Linked DNA regions of Pelodiscus sinensis: region 2 is linked to region 1. Evidence: chromatin contacts called from public Hi-C data. All regions are on one chromosome and are shown on one strand. The core of a region is the stretch at or near the end of the contact, and the rest is flanking DNA. Distances in the headings are between cores, read along the strand shown.

The links. A called contact is a pair of places that touch in the nucleus more often than the background predicts.
Region 2: a Hi-C map of liver shows a contact between it and region 1, with 5 times the contacts expected there. The contact joins the promoter of ADORA3 here to the promoter of DDX20 in region 1. A contact is called at or near these places in 3 of 5 Hi-C or Micro-C datasets (liver and an unstated tissue).

What each region holds. Positions count from the first base shown.
Region 1 is chr27:2,912,268-2,915,749 of ASM4963464v1, forward strand. It overlaps DDX20 (DEAD-box helicase 20), which reads right to left and starts at 2,133. Exons shown (of 11, transcript XM_075910073.1): 1 at 1,907-2,133; 2 at 1,401-1,495; 3 at 527-695; 4 at 88-202. The coding sequence starts at 2,090.
Region 2 is chr27:3,129,973-3,133,219 of ASM4963464v1, forward strand. It overlaps ADORA3 (adenosine A3 receptor), which reads left to right and starts at 1,293. Exons shown (of 2, transcript XM_006118822.4): 1 at 1,293-2,137. The coding sequence starts at 1,788.

The DNA of each region.
Region 1 (3,482 bases), core at 883-3,382:
CCCACATAATGCATATTTAATAGCTGAAAGATTTTGCACGTTCAACAGCTGCTAGATGTATGAGAGAAATACTAGCATTGTTCTTACTTGACTTGTTCCTGGAAGCTGCCTTCTTCCAAAAGCTTGTCAGCTTCATCAAGAATGAAAAGGCGGATACTGGCTGTATTCAGACAGTCCAATTCTATGAGTTGCTTTATGCGACCTACATGATGAGAGAGAAACTTGAGCTCCAAAAATATTCATGAAAATAATCTAGTTGAGTCAGGACACTCATTGCAAATCAAAGAGTCCTTACCTAACCCACTTATTTAATAAATCTTTTTTAAATAGAACATTCAGAGTAATCACTCACTAAAAATACTTCTCTGGTCATATTTTCTATAGCTTCAGACTTTGAAACTGTTCCGTAACAATGGAACAAAAAAAATCAAGAATTCAAGAGTACATCTATGTACCAATTATTTGACTGTTGAAAAGTGTCTCACTGAATTGTGACTAAAGTAGAATCAATCAAATGTGCTCTTACCTGGAGAGCCTACAGCTATGTGACACTTCTTTAGTCTCATTTTGTCTTGGTTCAAAGGAGTCCCTCCAATGAAGACATGACATTCCAAGCCCTCCATTTTGATTCCAATAGTTGTGATAACTGCATGAATCTGCACTGCAATTTCTCTTGTTGGAGCTAAGACCAGGATCTGAAATAATAAAGAATTTGGCTTTGAAGGGACAGTGATGGCTCACTGGATTAGAGACAGATCTTTTACCTCTACATCACCTTTTTAACTATAATGTAGGCTGCCAGTGACAAAGTTTTTACCCCTGTTGTTTCATGCCTTGAATAACACCTGCTGGGAGTCAAGTCCAGTTTTTACTGAACAGGTTCTCTCCTTCATCCCCTAAATCAATAACTTGAGACTCAATTCCCTCAACCCTGTACAGCAGACCTGAAGCACACGGATTCAATTATATACACGGAACTCTATCACACAGGTTGTCAAGCCAACAAGGTGCCTTTTTGTGCTTGTAAACCTAAAAATGACCAACCAAAAAAGCATGTATGTTTCCCTTATGGCCCCACCCCATATTAATTTCATTATAACCTATCAAGCTATCTACTACGAACATCAATTACAAAATAAGTCAAGAGCTCCATAGCACTGCATTCTCAGTAGGAACTTCTGGCACCAACGCACTGAGATTTGACAGTGAATCACATGCTGAACTTCATTCAAGATGTGGACAGCCACATAGCCCAGACTAAATTGACCAATATCCTGTCCTGCACATGGCGTTCAGTGTAAAACTTGAGGTCCAGGTGATCATCTCTATGGTTATTGAAACAGCTTGGACAAGGACCTGCAGACATTCCCAGGCCACACCACATCTTGAGGGAGGCTCACCTGGGTTGCTGGGTTTTCCAGGATGAGGGAATCGAGGGCAATGGTGGAGAACACACAGGTTTTGCCAGTGCCGGATTTTGCCTGCACAATAAGATCTGAAAGGGTTTGAAAGGCTCGAGTCAGGCAGCAGCCTCGCCCAGGTGATGCACTTTTATTAGGGGCTTTACTCTGGGTTTGGGACGCCTCCCGGTACCCTGGACAGAGGCACAAGTCTCCACCAGCCTCCCCTCCCCTGCAGGAGCAAACCGCCAGCCCTTGCTCCCCCCTCCTCTTTCCACCCATCACGAGACCCCTCCCCTTGGCAAACCCTGCTTCCCCCCCTCCCCCCGAAACTTCAGATTCCCGTTGCCCCCCCCGAGGCCCCCCCGCCTCTTCCCCCCCCCCGCTGGGGGCGACTCCCCCCCCCCCCCCCCGCCAGGGATGATTCCCGGTCCCCTCTCCCCCAAACCCCCCCCCCTTCTTTTTCCCCTCCCCTCGCCGGGGGCGACTCTCGGCCCCCCCCTCACCCAGGCCGCAGCGCCCCAGCGGGATGGCCTTGAGCTGCACCGGCGAAGGCCGGAGGAACCCGGCGGCCTCCAGCCCCGCCAGCACCGGGGCCGACAGCAGCAGCGACCCGAAGTCGGCCGGGCCGCCGGGGATCAGCACGTCCCGCGTGCGGAGCCGGGGCTCGGCCGCCGCGTTAGCCGCCATCTTGGGAAGCGGCTGGGACAGGGGAGGGGCGGGTTTGAGATCTCGCGAGGCGGTCCCCCTGGCAACAAACGTTATCAGCAGCCCCGCCGCGCGAACACGGCCGGGGGGGAAGAAACCATTGTGCGGGCAGGGGAAGGGGAGTGCGGAAGGAACCATTGTGCGGGCAGGGGAAGGGGAGTGCGGAAGGAACCATTGTGCGGGCAGGGGAATGGGAGTGCGGAAGGAACCATTGTGGGCTGGTTGACAGAGTCCTATGCACTGAAAGGAGGCGGGGGCACAGGGGGGCTCCTAGGAGGGGGCACAAAGGGGCGCAGAAGACTATGGGGGAAATATGACTCAGATGGGGCATTTCCCCCCTCAGGAGCCCCCACTTGTTCCCCTACCCCACAGAGTACCCCCTTCCCCCCACTTCACAGGGGCTCCCCATGGGCCCCCCACTTGCCCCCCTCTCAAGATCCCCCACTTGTTCCCCCCCTCTTGTCCCCCCCAGGACCCCCCACTAGTTCCCCCCAACAGGGCATCTCCCAGTTATCTCCCCACAGAGCATCCCCCATTTGTCGTCCGCCCCCCCCACAGGTTCCCTCACTTGTTTCCCCCCCCTCAGGACCCCCCCACTTGTCCCCCTTCACAGAGCCTCCCCCCTTGTCCCCTTCCCCCCAGGGCTCCCCACTTGTCCCCCCCACACACAAGGCATCCCCAGTTGTCTCCCCACAGAACCTCCCCCACTTGTTCCCCCCACCCCACAGGGCACTCCCCACTTGTCCACAGAGATGCTTCCCTTCATGAGTACTCTCCCAGATCTTGGCACCCAACCCATGCTATATCACATTAATCAGACAAAGTGGGTTTATTCATGACAGCTCATACCCAAATAAATCTGCAAGTCTTTAAGGTGCCACAGGACTCCTTGTTTTCTTTGCAGATACAGACTAACACAGCTACCCCTGGGAGGCATTCATCAGAGTTAATGTACAGTCCCCGCAAGATCCTGTGTAGGATCAATGGCCATGCCCATCCAGCTGGGCCTTGTATTCTGCTTTTGTATGGGGAAACACATGACAGTCACTTGTTATTTTCTACCTCTGGTTACTATGATCTTAGTCTAGAGAGTCAAAGGCAACAGGATAGCTTAAAAGCTTCTCTCTCACCAGCAGAAGTTGGTCTCCTTGAAGACATAACCTCACCCACCTGCTTGCTCTAATATCCTGGGACTGACATGGCTACTACAACACTGAATACAACGTGCAGGACAATGTAGCACTTTAAAGACTAACAAGATGGTTTATTAGATGATGAGCTTTCGTGGGCCAGACCCACTTCCTCAGATCAAATAGTGGAAGAAAATAGTCACAACCATGTATACCAAAGGATACACTTAAAAAAAATGAACAC
Region 2 (3,247 bases), core at 43-2,542, 220 kb after region 1:
CAGTTGTCTTACCACGGAAGAGGCTGGGTTGATTTCACTTCCACAGCACTGTTGCTGCTGTCAGGAACAATGTCAGCTCAGAGACAATGGATGCTTAAGAAAGTGACTGTTGGATGTGTTGCCTTCCAATGATTATATCCCGGTCCGTTGTGTTTATCATAACATGGCTTGTTATTTACATTCGGAAGAGGAAAGCACTCCCCAGAGAAGCTAGCAATATAGACCATTACAAAGCTGGCAGTTAAAGGCCAGACATGTTACTGGGAGCAGACACCATTAGAAAGGACCTTGAAATATCAGTATCACTCAGGCTGGATTTCTGTGTTTTTACAAGACACTCTTGGGACCTGGATAAAAGTTTGGGATCAACAATAGTTTTCATCCCACCATTCCACTGTGGGTTATATTTGCCATCCCTAGGGTACCATGTGTCTATCTGTAGGTCTAAATGAAATGCAAATTTAAGGGTCATAGAAACGCTTTTCCCTAACAAACTCACATGCTTTCAGCTTTGTTTAGTTATTCTTACCAACATATCACTCTGTCTCTCCTAGTTCCCTGCTGCCTTCTTCTGTTACTTCTTTCCTTTTTCTTTCCTCTAGCCATGAACTCATTCTTTGCCAGTTTCATGGCAAGGAGACCTTTGTATCTGTCATCATATTATGTAGATGCAGAGACTAAGGCCAGATCTACACTAGACCTTGAAGATTGTGTTAAGGTATGCAATCCTGGCTACATAAAACATGTAGCTGAAGTTGTCTTACCTTAAGACGAGCTTGGCACCATCTTCACAGAGGGAAGCTGAGGGGAGCAAACACTCCTGTTGGCTTCTCTTACTCTTCGCAACTGCCAGGAGTACCAGCATCAACTGAAGCTACCCTCAGTGTTTAATTTAGCGGGTCTTAACTAGACCCACTAAATCGAACACCAGAAGATCGATTCCCAGTGCGGCAAGTGGAGATGTGGCCTAAGAACGTGAAGAACCGACTAAAACCATGTGTTGCTCTCTGAACATGATTAGGGTTGAACTGATTCTGATGTCTAGTGCTAATAATTTCCACAGCCTAGGCTCTTCCACTGAGAAGGCCTTGCCTCTGCATTATGACAGGACCACCCTAGTCACAGCAGTGTCCCCTGGTGCATAGCTGTCTCAGAAGGTCATCACAAAGATAACTAGGCACCCCGCCTCTTCAGACTCTTAGTTGATGGTTAACACAGCAGGAGCTGAAAATGCATTCAAAGCCAAGTGGGAGGCTGAAATCAAACAGAATATCCTCATGACTTCCTCTTAACTACTTCACTTCCTAAGAAGAGTAGAAGTTGCTTATCTACAGTCAGATGTGGTTGACTGACATGGGTAATTCTTAAAATAAAAAAAAAAACCTGCTTGCAGCTCTGAAATAGAGTAACTGAAAAGTGACAGCGCTAGACCAAGTGAAGAAGGCAGGTGGATTTTTGGCCAGATCCCGACAAGATTTCTGACCCTCCCGAAGCACATTTCCCGAGTGCGTGAAGGATACTGACGGGGCTACAGAGAAGTCCTGGCACTGACCAAACGGATTGCACATCATGGAGATCTGGGTGCAATTTACTCCTGTGCGATGCTAAGGAGGGGTAACAGCCAGCTAGCTGCCTCATTCCATGGGGACATAAAGTTCTGCACAGGAAGTTATTGTAAAGGAAGTCACTGGGAGAGCTGAGGTTTGGTTTCATTTGGAGGGAAATCCCGCTGGGGCTTGTTCCTCTTGGTTTCTTGAGCCAGCAAAGGAGACAGCTTGCTCTTCGCCATGACAAACAGCAGCGTGTCTCACAGCAGCCTGACTGCTGTTTACATCACCGTTGAGTGCATTATTGCGCTATCCGCCACCGTGGGCAATATCCTGGTGATCTGGGTGGTGAAGCTGAACCCAGCGTTTCAGACCAACACCTTCTACTTCATCGTCTCGCTGGCGCTGGCTGATATAGCTGTGGGGATCCTCGTCATGCCGCTGGCCATTGTGGTGAGCCTGGGAGTGGTCATCCACTTCTATTCCTGCCTCTTCATGTGCTGCCTGATGGTGGTTTTCACGAATGCCTCCATCCTGTCTCTCCTGGCTATTGCCATCGACAGGTACCTGCGAGTGAAGCTGCCCACCAGGTGAGTCACTCAGGTGATCGTACTAAATGGGGGTTCAATTAATGCTTCTCCTGGTCCCTGCACCCCAGCTCAGACCTGCCCTTCAATACCTAGGTTCTACTCCGTCCTGCCTCAGGGTTGGGAGGTGGAATAGGCAACCTCTTGCAAGCCCTTCTGGCCCGACATTTCGATGATTCTGCGATTACAGATGCTCTTTGCTTCTGCCCCCCCCCCCCATCTATTTGAGGTGGCTTCAGATTGGGCAAGTTGCTCAAGCAGCAAACTCGCTTTGAACATCTGTTCCCAAAAGAGAAAGAGAATCTCTTTGTAAAAGCAGTTTAAAAGCAGATCAGTGGGGGAGAGAGACTGTGTCGTAGCTCAGTGCTAGCCCAGTAGCAAGCACAATGGAATCCTGGTACACATCTGAGGCCCCTAGATGCTACCTCAATATATATATAAAATAGCAATCATTTCAGAATTGCCTATAGGAATCAGACTGCTGCTGGAAAATCAGGGGCACCTGGTATTGGCCATTGTCGGAAGACTGGGCTACATGGACCTCTGATCTGACCCAGTCTGGCTGTTCTTATATTCATGGTTTCATCTGTTAGTCATTTTGTTGGGTGTGTAGCCTGATTTTTATATTATCTGTGTCTTTATTTATTTTGGGGGTGGTCACGCAAACTCAACCAGCAATGCCAGCCCAGGGTCAAAATGAAACAGGGGCATAAAGTGAACAGCAACATCTAATAATAGTCATTTAGACAAATCTGCCTTTTTTTCTATAACTTACATGGGCCAAGCGCATGCATGAAAAATACCAAGATGGCACAAAGGCAGACAGTACTGAGTTCTGGTGGAGTAACTGGGCTTACACATTTATTTGAATTGTGAGGTCAGCGGTAAGATGTGAGTGAACGCTCATAAAATACAAACCATCCCCTATCCTACAACAACATATTGGTGGGTAAAGGTGCAAAAGGGCCACAGAAAGACTGTGTTAGTCTAAGCAAAAGGCCTACCTATATAATTCAAGCACCATGTTAAGATTATGCACGGTTAACAAGAGAAGCGTGGGACCCATTCTCAAATCAAAACTGGTGGGCCAGAAATTCGGTGTAACTGATGGAC